Linked DNA regions of Gossypium hirsutum: region 2 is linked to region 1. Evidence: chromatin contacts called from public Hi-C data. All regions are on one chromosome and are shown on one strand. Each heading gives the region's core, a stretch centred on a gene start, on an enhancer-like site or on the middle of the called end of the contact. The rest is flanking DNA. Distances are from core to core; before and after follow the strand shown.

Region 1 (7,922 bases), core at 2,736-5,235:
TAAAGAATATATAATTTTTTCTACTAATTTTTTTATACTAATATCATAGTTCAGAATTATTGTTAGAGTTGAAAATTACTTCTGAGGAATTTTTTTTTCATATTAACTAACTTCTTTTCTAACATTTTGAGTCATCTTTTTCTAATAATACTACTAAATTAACTCTTATACATTCTATTAAGACTAAATGCTGAATAATAATGTAATTAGAATCACAAACGTTAGGTGAAATAGTAATGGTGTTTTCTATTTTAACCAATGGTTGAGAGTTTAATTCTCGTCACTTTAAAGCTCATAACCATTATTTTTACTCTTTAATCCACTTCTTACTAGGAATGTATACAAGAAATTTGTGATCACTTTCATAAAATGTGTTTATTCTTGAAATATATTTTTTAAAGGTTTTCCTAAAATATTTTTTTAAATTTTATAATTACTTGCTTGTTGCTATCAATAATACTTCAAATAATAAATCTTTTTTGCTGGTTGGTTACTTTTTAATTTGTATTTCTTCTACAGGTAATGCTTTTTTTTTCCTTTCAAACTGAGATTATTGATAAGCTGTATGTACATCTAGTTTTTGAATCTTACTTTACTTTTGGATTTGGTTGATGTTTACAAATTTTTAGATTTTCTTTTATTATATTATTTTTGAAAATATTTAATTCTTTACGAGTTAAAATTTAAAAAATAATACTCGATTTAATTTGAATCAAATATTAAATTTGGAAGTTAAAATCAAAATTACCATTAATTAAATTCAGACTCTACCTCTTCGTTTTCACCCCTCGATTCTCCCTCCGAATGAACCGGTGAAAATGTAATTTCCTTTACAACTGGCATTCATTCAATTAAAAGAGTAGAAATGCATTAAATTGAAGTGTAATGTGAATCACCATAGTATCAATGATAGCTTTGATGCCTTGTTTTCATTTTAACTTTTTAAAACAATTATTAGTTCTCATAAAAATAAAAATAAAAATTCCCCAAGAATTAAATTACCGATTAGATTCAGTAATTTTGAATAAGGTATTTCACGATTGAATTGGGATGAACCGATCCTACTAACTATTTTAATAAACTAGGCATGTTGTTATTTAAAATCAATTATAAAATATTAAATATTGTTATATCTCTAACATATCATTCATTGTTGAACTATGTGACGTCTACACTTAAAGGTAAAACTCATGAAGCTCGGACTCATGGCTTTATTAGAAGCATAGTCTTAGCTTTCCCTCACAATAACAGCATATCACATAAAGTGGATTTGCATAATCTCCAGAAGATATATAAAAAAGAGCTCTTGTTAGAACTTGCTAATTCAACTCCATCTCAAACCTGATGGCGCACTGTCTAGTCATCTAACATCGACTTCAAAAATGTCTTTAGATTGAAATCTGCTAGTCTAACCCCTACACCTATAAAGTGGAGTGCTTGATGACTAGGGCCTTAATAGTCACTCTCCCTCTATAAATATCTACTCTCTGCATCAAAGTAAGAGAAAAACCCATAGAGAAAAGAACTCATCTACTCACAATACAAACACTCTATAACCACTCCTAATCAGCTTAACCCTCCATCCTTAGTAGCTTTCCGCACCACTTATGGTGTGAACCATCATTATTGTACACCCTAAGTACTTGTATAACTTAATTGTTATAATAATTGGCGTTGTTTGTTGGAAACAAATAAAAAATTATGTCTTTACCCTTAGAGAGCTATTGCCATTAAGAATAAGAAAGCCAAAAAGCTATCCACTATCAACTCCATGTTGGTACTAGAACAAAGATCAAAATGACGTTGTGGAAGCCTATAACTTATCCTTTCCGCAATTACAATGATGGAGCCATAATCATACCCATCCATTCTTTCCACAATTTATTGGGAGACAATAAGTAACCAAGAAATGAAGTAAAAATATTTTTAGAGTTAAAGGCAAACTCTAAGATGTTAACACAACCCTATCTTAAGGGCGTAACCAAATCTCTCTGCCCCGATAAAGGGAAGATGAGGCTGTAATAAGGTGTCAAAGCTATTGACATATAAAACATTTAACGGGGTGTCATTTACACTGTATCTTCATTACACTCTTTTAAATACCTCGTAAAAGGATATTCTTAGCAAGGCTAAAGGAATGTTGAGAACTCTACCACTTATACAGTCCAACCTATAGAAGAGGAAGTCTACAGCTGAGCGCCTTATCACAATGATAAAGTGCCACACAACAAATGACTACCTTAACCTGAAGGATATCACCGAAGTAGTTGTAAGAAAAGAACAATTGGAAAGATTCATAGAACAAAGACTCTATTCTTTAGAAGATGGAAGAGCGGGGCACCACAATAAAAGGAATCTTAAGAGTCTCCAAATATTGGTGCAAAAGTAGGGGATCTTAGGATGTTAACACACGATGGCCACCCATTCACAAATAAAGCCAATAGGGAAAAAGGATGAATATGATCCCCTAAGGTTGACTGCTTGGCAAGACAAAAAATCCAACCTTTCCATATGCGCCAAAATCATAGTTCAGCAACCATTGGACAAAGAAGGTAGCCTAGAATGAAGGTGGAATACCTTTCAAGATAGAAGGTGCACAAGCTTTATAGGAAGAAAATGACCCTAAATAGATCAATGTATATTCATTTTAATGACAAAGGGAGACTATTTTGTTATGCCAAGTGACTTAACAACACAATGGTCACATGAAAAAGTTAAGGCACTCATATGAAGTTAACATGAGGATAAAGTTGATTTCATATTCACGGCCCCCTCCATAGATCTCCTTATTAGAACAAGAATGCCTAATAACACTTTAGGAAGTAGTTTGGGGAGAAAAGAAAAGGATCAAAAACAATGTCGACTTCTCAAATGCACAAAGGAGAAAGCCTTCCCTTTAAAGAGGTAATGAAGGGATACCTTGATAATTTCCTTCATCTAAACATGATCACTCCCCAAACCTTATTGTTAGATATATGCACAGCATTTGTTACATCTTATCACTGCCAATTAGAAGGACACAAGGAAAACCACTTGAATGGAAATAGAAGGGGGTCAAAGAAAAAGAGAAACTTGTCTTCTTAACTCTTCCATCCCTTATGAAGCTTTGCAACGTAGCTATTGGACGCAACGTCTTATTTTTACAAGAGCTGTAAAGACAAGGAAATAAGTTTTAAAATTTTGGTGTGAGATCTAGGAAGTTTCAAACTATTAGCACACGTCCAGGACCTTCATCCTCAAGCTTTAGACCAATGAAGAGGAAAACAAAGAGATTCCTTAAGGGGCAACCCATATGAAGTGTGAGTGTAACACCTGGTTTTCGAAATATCAATTTTAGGTCGAATTTATTAAACCTAGCTATTTTGGGAAGTCAAATCAAGAAGTTTTTGGGAGTGGGCATGATAGTGAATTAGAGGCTCATTAGTTAGTGACCAAGTATTAATTAGAATAATTAGTTGGTTGATAATGAAAATTTAAAGATTAAGGCCTATGAACTAAATTGTAAGGCTAGAAAAATTAAAGGGGTCAATGTGAGAAAAACTGAAATACATAATTTAAGATAAGAGAGATCTTTAATTCATAACAAATTCAAACCCCTTATAACAAAATTCCCATTTTAAAAATTCAAGTATCATCTTATATAAATATCTAAAAAAAACATTATATATCCAAATACATTCCAACTCCCAATCAATACTAATTAAACTAGTAATGAAGGGCTTATTAAACACAAAATTCAAGAACTTAGTTAACCATTACCATACATACAAGTACAACTCAAAAACAACAAAGAACGTGCTACTTACACTTACGGGTAATGACTAAACTAGACAAGTTAAGAACAAGGAAAGGAAGAGTCTTGGATTCTTCGTTGCTCCGTGGGCGGCCCTAAATTATGAATATAACCTCAATCCAGCTTCAATTTACGATTTACGGCAACACCCGACCCCTAATATTAAACAAACCTGATAAAATAAATAAAATAATTCAAGCTAAGGCAAAGGCAAAGGCAAAGGCAAAGGCAAAGGCAAAGGCAGTCACAGCGAAAAAGTAAAAAAAATTAGAAATGGAATACCAGCCTACTAACTAGTCTGCTACCAAGTTTTACTTTTTGCTTCTTCTTCTTCTTCTTCTTCTTCTTCTTATTTCTTTTGAGAGAGACAACAAAAAAGTAAACCAAAGTTGTGGAGCCAAACCCAAGTTCCCAGTTGTTTCATGTTCATCTTCTCGGATCTGACTGCGTTTCCTTGCTGTTCTACCTTTGATTCCTATATATATTTTTTTCCGTTTTCCTTGTCTTTTTTTTTTAATTTCAAAGAGGGAGACGCAAGTCCAAGTCTGATGGTTGGTATCTGGGAGAAAGGAGAATTCAGATCTGTGATTACCATGAAGTAAAAGGCTGAAAAGGTTGAAGGCGGTGGTTGCTTTCACTTCTTTTTAATTTTTTTATTTGCTTTTACGAGATGATGAAGCGTTAAGCTGGGATTTGGTTAAGGTATCTTATTTATTTACGCGCCTATATTTTCTATTTGCTTGTGTTGTATCATTCATCTGGCTCTTTTTAATTTAATTTTTTTTTTACATTTCTCTAGTAGTTCCCAATCTTTGTCTGATCTGATAATCAGCCGTGAAATCCTCAAGCTGAGGTTTTTGTGAAAGGTATGTTTCAAATCTTCTTTATTTTCTTATGCGCATATATTTGCTATTTATTTGGATAACTGTTATCATTCATCTTGCTCTTTTTTAGATTTTAATTTGATTTCTACATGTGTCAGTCGTTGAATATGTTTTTATCCAAGTCCCAATCTTTGTCTGATCTGATAATCTGCCCTGAAAATTATGATCCGGAGTGTTTATTCTCAAGCCTTATCATCCCCTATAAGATTTGACTATTCATCTTTCTTATTTTGACTTTTTGGATGAGATGAACTACTTTCTCTTATGTTAGTAGTTATAGATTCTCAAAAATAACTTGTTAAAATAGCCATTTCTTTTGTCCAGAGATCATTTGGTGTCTGGAAAACCAAGTTATTTTCAGACCCATGGAGGATGCAGGCGCGCAAGTAGCTCCTCCCCTTTATATTCATCAGGCCCTTGCCAGCCGCTTCTGTGATACGCCTTCTTTACCCAGGAAACGTGACCTTTCTTATCAGGCCTCAGACTTTCTGTACCAAAACCCTTCACAGCAGCGTGTTGCCAACCCCAGGGACAACTGGAACCCAAAGCAATGGGAGTGGGATGCTGTGAGATTCATTGCCAAACCCTTAAACACCGAGATTCTTCAGACAGGGACTGCTACAGCAGAACAGAGAAAGAAAGGTCATGTTAATGGGAATGAAAACTCTATAACATCCAAAAAGGCCACTGCAGCAAATGATGATGATGAGAGACTGCAACTGAATCTAGGTGGGGGATTGAATTCTGTGGAAGAGCCTGTTTCTAGGCCTAACAAAAAGGTCCGTGGTGGATCGCCTGGGAGTACCAGCTACCCCATGTGTCAGGTTGATAATTGTAAGGAAGATCTTTCTAATGCAAAGGACTATCACCGTCGGCATAAAGTGTGTGAGATTCATAGTAAAGCGACTAAAGCTCTTGTTGAGAAGCAGATGCAGAGGTTCTGCCAGCAGTGTAGCAGGTTGGTACTTTTATGTTCTCATTCTTAAAATTTTTACCCTTGGCATCTAGTTTTTTAGCTATTGGTTGAACCCACATCACCTTTATAATGCTTATGTGCAGGTTTCACCCTCTTTCTGAGTTTGATGAGGGGAAGAGAAGTTGTAGGCGTAGGCTTGCCGGGCATAATCGCCGTAGAAGGAAGACACAACCTGAAGATGTGACCTCACGGCTTTTACTCCCTGCAAACAGGGATAATGCCGGGAATGGAAGTTTAGATATTGTCAGCTTGCTGACTCTTTTGGCTAGGACACAAGGCAAGAAATTTTTTCTAAATGAGTAAAATTTACAAATTATACTTTTTAAGTTGAAGATGATGTTTGTGCGCTTAATGTATAGGTAAAACTGAGGACAAAAGCATTAATCCCTCACCGGTTCCAAATAGAGATCAACTCCTTCAGATTCTTAGTAAGATTAATTCATTACCTTTGCCAATGGACCTGGCTGCAAAGCTACCCAATGTTGGAGTTTTGAACAGGAAGAGCCAGGAGCAACCTTCGCTAGGCAATCAAAACCAATTGAATGGGAAAAACACATCTTCTCCATCTACAGTAGATTTGCTTGCTGCCCTTTCAGCTACATTGACGTCCTCTTCTTCCGATGCCCTTGCAATGTTATCTCAAAGAAGCAGCCAGAGCAGTGATAGCCAGAAGACCAAGTCCATCTGTCCTGATAATGTAGCTGCTTCCAGCTCGTTAAACAGAGCTCCTCTGGAGTTTACTTCATTCGGAGGAGAAAGAAGCAGTACCAGTTATCAATCTCCTGTTGAAGATTCAGAATGCCAGATTCAAGAAACTCGAGCTAATTTACCATTGCAGCTATTTAGCTCCTCACCTGAGGATGATAGCCCACCAAAGCTAGCATCATCTAGGAAATATTTCTCTTCTGACAGTAGCAATCCAATGGAGGAAAGATCTCCATCTTCATCTCCAGTTGTACAAAAATTCTTCCCGATGCATAGCACACCTGAAGCTGTCAAATATGAGAAAGTGCCCATTGGCAGACATGCTAATACAAATGCTGAGACAAGCAGGGCTCATGGTTCTATTATACCTCTTGAGCTTTTTAGTGGGTCAAAGAGAGGAACAGGACGTGGTTCATTTCAACATTTCCCTTCTCAAGCGGGGTATACGTCTTCTTCTGGGTCAGATCATTCCCCCTCTAGCTTGAACTCTGATGCTCAGGTATCGTATAAGTAGTACCTATTCTAATTTTTATTTAGGTTATACTTCATTTTGCTTTCTTTTACCATGCATCATGCTTGTGCTTGGTATGTGTGTTACATTAACATTTCTAATGGTTGAATGGTTTCTAAGCAGGATCGTACTGGGCGAATAATTTTTAAGCTATTTGACAAGGACCCCAGCCACTTCCCCGGTACACTACGGACCCAGGTGAGGAGTTGTTTGCCAAAATTGGCTTTATTATTGCATATAATTGGAAGTGGAGATTCCATAATGTTCTTGTAGGGATTAATGATGATTCTGATAACTTGTTTTGCAGATTTATAATTGGCTTTCAAATAGTCCATCTGAAATGGAGAGTTATATAAGGCCTGGATGTGTGGTTCTGTCGGTTTATGTATCAATGCCGGCTCCTGCCTGGGAGCAAGTGAGTGTGCTACTACATTCTGCATTTGTAACTTCCCCTTTGTGCAACATTGAACTGACCATTTTCAGGGCGTGTTTAATTTTTTCAGCTTGAAGGAAACCTGCTTCAGTATGTCAATTGTTTGTTGCAAGACTCTGATTCAGATTTTTGGAGAAAGGCAAGGTTTTTAGTTCATACAGGGAACCGTCAGTTGGCGTCACATAAAGATGGTAAGCACTGATGGAAATTTGTGTTTTTTTATTTTTTGCTCAGCTTCAAACTGTTGTACTTGATACAAAACATCATAATTTATTTAGATACTTCTTGGGAGTGTCTTTATTATTGCCAACTATGTTAAGATGACTTCAAAGATATACTTTTTTTGTTGATTGATTGGAGTCTGCAATTGAATTACACTGCTTTGATTATAAACAGTTCCTTTTCCCCCTCAGGAAAGATCCATCTGTGCAAATCCTGGCTATCGTCGAGTTCACCTGAGTTGATCTCAGTGTCTCCTTTGGCTGTTGTGAGCGGGCAAGAAACCTCTCTTTTAGTGAGGGGTAGAAATCTGACTAATCCTGGCACCGAGTAAGCAAAAAGATCAACTTTGAATTTCTTGATACTTTGTATTTCAGAAATGTTGATTTGAAAACTGTGCA
Region 2 (7,922 bases), core at 2,761-5,260, 270 kb before region 1:
CAGATCACCCAATTAACTACAACTATTATATCACCAAGAGAACAACTCCATTGCATACACATGTTTGTATAAAGAAGCACAGTGAAATTTAGAGCGATGGATAGCTCAAAAGATGAAAATACTTCACATTGAGAAATAAAAGTATAAATAAAAGGGAAGGTATCTCTCCTTTACTATAACGGGGTGTTTGGTTAGGAGAATGTTTAATTAACTCTGGTAATAGGATTATCTCATATCTAGATTATTTAGCACATTACTAATAATGTTTAATTTTCTTGTTTGATTGAGTTGTTTGGAATGTAAGATTTTTTTGTTGAGAGAATATAAGATAACCTAATAGTATTAAATTGTCATTGATCACAAATAAGGACGAAAAAAGCTATTAAATTATGCAAACAGTGAAAGGTGACAACGAAAATAGATAAAAATAATTAAGGTAAAATGACGACCACGATGATTATGAAGACAGACAAGTTGTTAAATTTTCTCAACTAATAAATAATTAAAAAATGGAAAAACTCATAATAATAATTAATTGAAACTTAAGGTAATATAATAGACAAAATGCTAAGTTTCCTCAATTTATACTTATAATAATGATAACAGTAATGATAATGATAATAATATAATATAATATAATATAATATAATATAATATAATATAATATAATATAATATAATATAATATAATATATATAGTTGGAATTAAAGAATTGGAGAATTTGATTCATTAGCATATATTATTTTGTTTTAGTTTAAATAAAATGGATCAAAGTCAATAAAAATGAGTAAAATTGTCACAAATTTTAGATTACTGAGGTAATATAAAGATTACCTAAGAAATAGATGGTATTGAACCAAAGCTTATCATCAGTAAGATGACTATCCAAATGCCCCCTAGTTGTATGTCCAGTATATTTATAAAATTAACAAAAAAGAAATATATCTTCAACCAAATAAAGGAATGGAGTTCATAAAAATATTCATCAAGATAATGTTATTCATTCACATAACTTCATTCTAAGTTGTGTATACATTTTGAAGTTGCAAAATCACAAGCATTATCAAAATTTTAATTTACTCCATTAGTTCTTTGTTGTTTTCATTGATTTTCATTGTCTGAAGAGGAATTTTGGGAAGTAATCCATTGCCCCAATTTGACCTTTTATTTCATCACATGCAAAATGCAAAAAACTAATGACATAACACTTTTCTCCAGAGTCAATATGGTTCTAAAGACAACAGTTGACTAAAAATCTTTACGAAGCAAATTAAATGAAAGAAGTTTCGGCAACTTATGACAGGCATATTTGCATCAAGCAAGAAGATGAACATGCCATTTATTAATAAATGGAATAAAAATGAATTTTCAGAATGGTTGACTCTAGCATATAAGAGCAATAAGAAAACGTTTTCCACATAAACCAGGAAAAGTGGTAAGGGAAGTTAAAAAGGAAAAAAGAGAAACCTCTCCCACTTTAACAGTGATAACATGGGGCGTAAATCCAACTCTGGGTGATCCTGCAAAAAGAGAACAATTTAGTGAAATATGTCAGCTACAAAGATAGCTCAGGCTTCTAAGAATCTTCTTTAAAAAATAAAATAAAATAAAAACTTGATAGTCATAGAATGACTATGCTTCATATTGAAAAAGTAATTGAAGGAAAAAAACAAAAGGAAAGAAAAGAACAAAAATCTTGTAATAACAAGAAAGCTGCAATCCTTCAGTATTATTCAAGAATGTTTATGTACATATTATATATATTTATAAAAGCACTCTTGGTAGATGTTAATTGCTAGCTAGCTGCTATTGACATAAGAGAGTGAAGATATAGAAAAACAAGAAAGGGGACACAGAAAAATGAGGCAAGGGCATGGCGGCATGCATATAAGTGATTTGGGAAAGATAAGAATCTGAAGTCTAAAGTCAGATAGAACAGATCCCAAGTCTAAAGTTAGAAGTCTATCTTACAATACAGACAACAGATGCAGATGTGATTCCACAGCATCACAGGTATTTACGTGTTGATATTTGGAATATTAGTTTGATTATCCTTATATAATCTCTTTAAGACTTCCAGTCTTCTACTAATTAGTGGTAAATACTGGTAAGTACTACAGTACTATTAATATTTATTATTACTCAGCAAAGCATCTTGGGTTCCATCCTGTCAGAAATCAGAACCCAGAATCGAGACTACTCCCTACAAATCATCACCAACACCAAAAACATAAACATAAACAAAACTAAAACCATCACTCCTTTATTATTTTTACCGCACTACCCATTTGTTCTCCTCACCTGCCATCCACATCCCACCCACGTGTGTTTGTCTATATATAACACAAAACAGAGTAAAAATGAAAAAGCAGGGAAATCAGATCCTTCCTCTTAGATCTTAATTCCTAAGTATAGTGGCATTTCGAGAACAAGGTAGAAAACAGAAAATGTCGTGCTTTTACCAATCCAAAGCAAAAAAAGACATTCATCAAATTAAACGATTAAAATGCTTTATTCGCGTATCAACTATCAAGAGAAAAGAGTACCCAGAGCTTCAAGTTGATTCTTCTTATTGCAGGAACCACGCGGTCTTCCCCTAGCTTTCTTTCCTGAAGTTGGTGAAGAGGCTGATCCTCCTGAAGGAGGTGGCGGAGGAGTTGGTGAGGGGAATCCTCCTCCACTATTAGATTGGGTTACGCTGACAGAGGAAGGAGCTGGTATAAGAGACAACGGCATGGTACTTTCCGGCCCATACTTCCTGGGCCTCCCTCTCTTCCTCTTCAAGGGTTCGCTCCCCATGCTCATGCTCATGTTCAGAGCTTGCCCTTGTTCTTGAGTGACCGCAGGTCCACCAGCGGACCCCTCGGCCCCACCATCGCCGGAAGCTGGCTGATATGTGAGTGAGGCGGAAGTGATGGGCTTGTACACAGCTGTTCCGTCAGACCTAAAGGCTAAACGCATGTTCTGTATCACCGGTTGTGACGCCACCGGACTCTTCTGTTGCATGCCCAAGCTGTAGGGCTCTCTACTCGCCATCATTCCCGTCTCAGATCCCGACATTCTTCTCCTTTTTCTGTTTGGTGTTTAAAATTGAATTATATATGCTTTTTCAGTTCTTTCCTTTGCTCGTTCCTAAGTAATTCATTAGATCACGAAGCAGCAGCAACAGCAGAGAAGAACCTAATTTTTTAAACAGAAAAATATAATAATCTCAAACATGAAATGCTATACTCATGCTGACTGTTAAGAATTATTGTTCAAAAGAACTCACTCACTGTTTGGTGCACTGAACTCTCACTACTTGAACTCGAACTCGAGAAGTGCAGATTTTTGAAAATGTTTGTATAAATTAAAATGGAGTTTCAAATTTCAACTTGAGCGAGGAACTGTCAGTTGATCAAGCTTTCAAAATTCACTGAAAAAAAAAATTGAGCCTAACAAGCTACCTTGCTCTTAAATCCCAGGTGAAAAATCTATATGCAAAAAAGTAGAATTTACTCATCGCCAAATTTAAACCCTAATAACTGTTGCAATCCTTTCAGTTTTAGTCCCCAAATCTACTCAATTCCATTTTTCTTACAAAGATGAAGCTACAATTTTTTTAATAATGGCTAAAAAAACCCAGGAATTTCTGACCAATTTTACGGACAATTTTCAGAATTTTCGAAAAATTACAGTTTTATAACAAATATATAATCTATTATCCAAAAAAAACAGGAAATAGGAGAAAAAATACAAAAAAAAATGCCAATAACTTACCAATAAATAGGAAATTTTCAGAGACTAAGAGACGGATGAGAAAAAAAAAACGTAGGGATTCTGAAGGGAAAAGGCAAAGTAGCAGCAAACAACTTTTTCCAAAGAAATGCTAGAAATCTGAAATTTTTAGGCGCTGTATTTACTATTTAGTAGTATATTTTATTTCAGATATTTTTATTTTAAATATTTTAGTTTTTCTCTTTCTTTTTTTTTAAAGTAAATTTTTTGTTCTCTTTCTCTGTGTTTTTTTCTATTTTTCTTTTCTTTTTCCCATTACTTAAAGGGCTTTTATTTTAAAAGTAGACAATTAATATATAATTTTTTAATTCAGAAAAATAATATACTAAATCATTCTGTTTGTTATAGTCATAGTTAAGTAAACAGAAATTTATACATTAAATTCATTAAAAATATAAAAAATTAATAAATTATAAGGTAGAGTAAAAATATTTACATATATATATTTTTATGAAAAAAAGTCATTATTCTCTTTAAAAAAATTGGCAACGTAATTTTAGTGTAGAGTACAACTGTACAAGCTTTAATTTGCATTTACTCCAAGTCTCCCACGCCTTGATTAGAATTTAGAATGATAACGCGCTCGTTCCTTCTGTGTTATCTGTTGTAAACTAAAGCCTTCACTCTATGCTTCCTCACCTACTCGACTACTCGCTTCTTTCAAATTGCCACGTAATTTACGGCTTTAAAGATCCCCTACTTTCTTAGTTGTAAAGCGAACAAAGTACTGTAACCCGCTTTTGGCTCCAGTTACCTCTAATATTTTAAAATGATTTTCTTGTTTGAATTTTGAAATTATATTTTTAAGGGTAAAATATCGAGTTCTTCAATTTTCGGATGCTTTCATTTTTTCATCTAAATAAAAATAATTTTAATTTAATCATTATCATTAATAAAAATTTTCACCTATAACAAAAAATCTGATTTTACATACTAAATCTCACTCTAAAATACTTCTTTGATCAAGTCAAACTTGTTTGTCAATCACAGTTTTCTTTCATTTTTCTTTTTCTTGTATTTTGGGTCTTATTTATTCTTCTTCTTCTTCCCTCCCATGTCCGTGCTTCCAACGTCTAGCCCCTATAAGACACGGTACAAATTCCAACATACAGATATCCGTTGTTGCGCAAAGTACAATGACGATGGTCATTTAAATCATAAATTTTCGAATTCGTACATGTAGGCGTCGGTTTTATTAAAACATCTCTGGTTTTGGCACAAGGCTATCTTGGAAAGCTTCTCCCTTGATGCTTGTTGCAGGTAGAGAGCACATACAGTTTTTATGCAAAGTTTTGGATCCTTGCCAAAGGCCACGAGCATCTCCCCCTCAAATTCCCGATTCGACTTATGATTCCTTTTCCTTTTGAGTTGAGAGAGAATCATATCGAAGTCCACTTCATCATTTGAGTTACTTGAGACATCTTGTTGTTCGCTACGAGTATTATTGCAATCGGAATGTTCTTGCGACTCACTACAACTATAGTCACAACTGGTAATGTTGAAGCCCTCAACGATAAAACCATTAGGACTATCATCATCACTCTCATTGTCTGACCCAATCTCATCTTCAACACCCTCAGTTATAGGGCTTCGTTTGCGGAATTTACTTTCATCGTTCTTCCTCGAAGAAATTTTTTTTATTTCTTCTCCTTTAGATTATCTAAGTTGCTTTTGAGGGAATTAAGAAAGCAGTCATCTCCCTCAGGCCTGTTTAACACATGAATTATATATCATTTAGCATGTTGTAATTGTTGGTTGTATTTTGTTTTGGGATTTTAAACTTTTATGTTTTAATAAGTTTTTTTCATAAACTCTAGATTTTCTAGGCTTTGAAAATTTTTGGGTGTTAGAAGCAGTGAAGGAAAAAAGTTGGTTAGGGAAGAAGAAGATTGAATATGACCCAAAATAAAAGAGAATGAAAATGAAAGAAAATTTTGATTGGTGGAGAAGTTTGACTTGGTCAAAGAAGTATTCTATAGTGGGATGGGTTAGGTGATTAAAATGAAAAATTTCTCTAAGGTGATAAATTATAATTATTTTTATTTAAGTGATAAAAAATGAAGGTGCTCAAAAAACTTGGGTGACCAATTAAATAGTTTACCCTATTTTTTATTAAATAGTCAATACAGCTGATGCACGTATGAGTTATTTAAATTTTGTAGTAATAGTTTTAAGATTTAATATTAATGTGATTAGAAAATTAACACATAATAATTTTTATTTACAAAAAACACATAAAACTCAAAGTAATATCAAGTTAATCAACATCACATATAATATAAAGAAATATAAAATTATATTTACGGGAGATGAGTAAGATGGCAAACGTCTCTCCTATCTTAATCAGTGGTCGAGGGTTTAATCCTCGCCCTAGGTATAGAATAACTTTAAAATTTGTGGTCAACATCTACCCCTTAATAGGCTTAGAGAATACGAATGATTAATTAATAGGCTCGCTCCCTTAGATACCTTGAGAAATAAAAAGAATTATTACAATATATGTAGTAATTATATTTTGTCCGAATTAAATTTGGGTTGAGTTCTGATTGAGTGTGAATCTCTTTTTTTTTTATAGTGTTATCTTTAATATTTATTTGTCATAGATTTTATTTTTAAATATTATTTAAGTAGTGAATAAAAAGCCGACTATTAATTAGATTTTAGTGTAATTGATTGTAATTACACAAAACTGACATGTTTGGGTAACCGTTGTAATTGATGAGTATCACAGAATGAATGTAATTGGAACTCCTTAATTGCACCTTTCAATTCTTAGGGGTGAAAATTGGAGTAATTATACAGATAATTACATTCAAATTTAATTTTAGAAAATTAATTTTTATAAAATTTCTAAAAATTATATTATAAGTATGAGCAAATATGAATATTTGAGATAGTTATAACAAAAAATTCTTATATTATAAATCCTAAAAAAATACTATAAAAATAATTTATATATTTTATAAAGTTATACCAAAAAATTATATTATTCAAAATCTATTTTTTTAAATTTATGGGAAAATTATTAGAATTTTTTTTAAATGTTATAAAAGTGTTATAAAACATTTATTTATAAAATGTTATGGCCAAATGTGAACATAACTTATTTATGTGTCCATGCTATATATTATAAAAATAGTATCCTTATTCATAAAAAAAATGTTATAGGTTTTTTTATTATTATAACTTATTTGTAAAAAAATAACTTTCTAGAGTTATGACAACAAAAATATTGTTTATAAGAAGTGTTATGAAAGTATTAGACAATTTATAAAACTTTTTTTATGAATGTTATATATTATAAATTTTATATTATTTTATATTTAATTTACATATCATAGAAAAAGATTTAATCTAACATAAGTTATTCTCTAAATTTAATTTTTATAATTAATGCTATACAGTATTTGGACTAAGAAACCAAATATTATAAGGTAGATGCTAATATGCAAATAGAAAATGTTTTTTTGCACCTTATTGTGAGGATATAATACTATTAGAGAGAATGGTGCCAGACACAAACACCATAGATAGCTTGGAAACTTTTTAATTTGAGACATTCAAAGCTTCGAAATGTGGTTGAGAATACATTTATTGTTCTAAACAATATTTCTTATATTAACATCACATTATAATATTTGTTATTATATTTTTAAAAATATAAATTATGTAATTGTGTAATTACAATTTGTACTACCAAACATAACATAGGAAATTACAATGTAATTATACTATGCCATTCAAACACGTTTAGAAAATTATAATTCTTTGTAATTATTGTAATTACAAGAGAGTGTAATTACTAACCTAGTAATTACGCTTTTATTCAATTATTTTGTGCTGTCCAAACATACATTTATTATTACTTAGATAAAAAAGGGACAACAAGGGAAAAAAAGAGGTAAAAAAAAGAAAGAAGTTAAGGGGAAGATGGTTTTACTAGGAGAGTTAAAAAAACGATAGGGGGACTTTCAAAACTTTTTTTTTTACAGATATTGATAATCTTGAGGTTCTCTAGAGAAAGGAAAAAATCGATCTAACACTCAAGAATAACCTTCATTGTTCATAACTCATCATTGTCAGTGCCTCCTCTTGAATCTGAGATCTACATCGAGCCCTAGACCTACAAGAAGGTGTGAAAGCTT

Evidence for each region. A called contact is a pair of places that touch in the nucleus more often than the background predicts.
Region 2: a contact with region 1 is called in a Hi-C map of leaf, with 2.6 times the contacts expected there. The contact joins the promoter of LOC107917874 here to the promoter of LOC107917867 in region 1. A contact is called at or near these places in 2 of 34 Hi-C or Micro-C datasets (both in leaf).

The regions. Positions count from the first base shown.
Region 1 is chrA01:18,934,202-18,942,123 of Gossypium_hirsutum_v2.1, reverse strand. It overlaps LOC107917867 (squamosa promoter-binding-like protein 14), which reads left to right and starts at 3,985. Exons shown (of 12, transcript XM_016847235.2): 1 at 3,985-4,495; 2 at 4,593-4,659; 3 at 5,002-5,635; 4 at 5,737-5,930; 5 at 6,013-6,857; 6 at 6,993-7,067; 7 at 7,177-7,284; 8 at 7,373-7,493; 9 at 7,716-7,851. The coding sequence starts at 5,043. LOC121229639 (a long non-coding RNA gene) reads right to left here and starts at 4,216. Exons shown (of 2, transcript XR_005927493.1): 1 at 4,076-4,216; 2 at 3,615-3,965.
Region 2 is chrA01:19,202,259-19,210,180 of Gossypium_hirsutum_v2.1, reverse strand. It overlaps LOC107917874 (AT-hook motif nuclear-localized protein 10), which reads right to left and starts at 4,010. Exons shown (of 6, transcript XM_016847247.2): 1 at 3,760-4,010; 2 at 2,547-3,180; 3 at 1,468-1,520. The coding sequence starts at 3,060.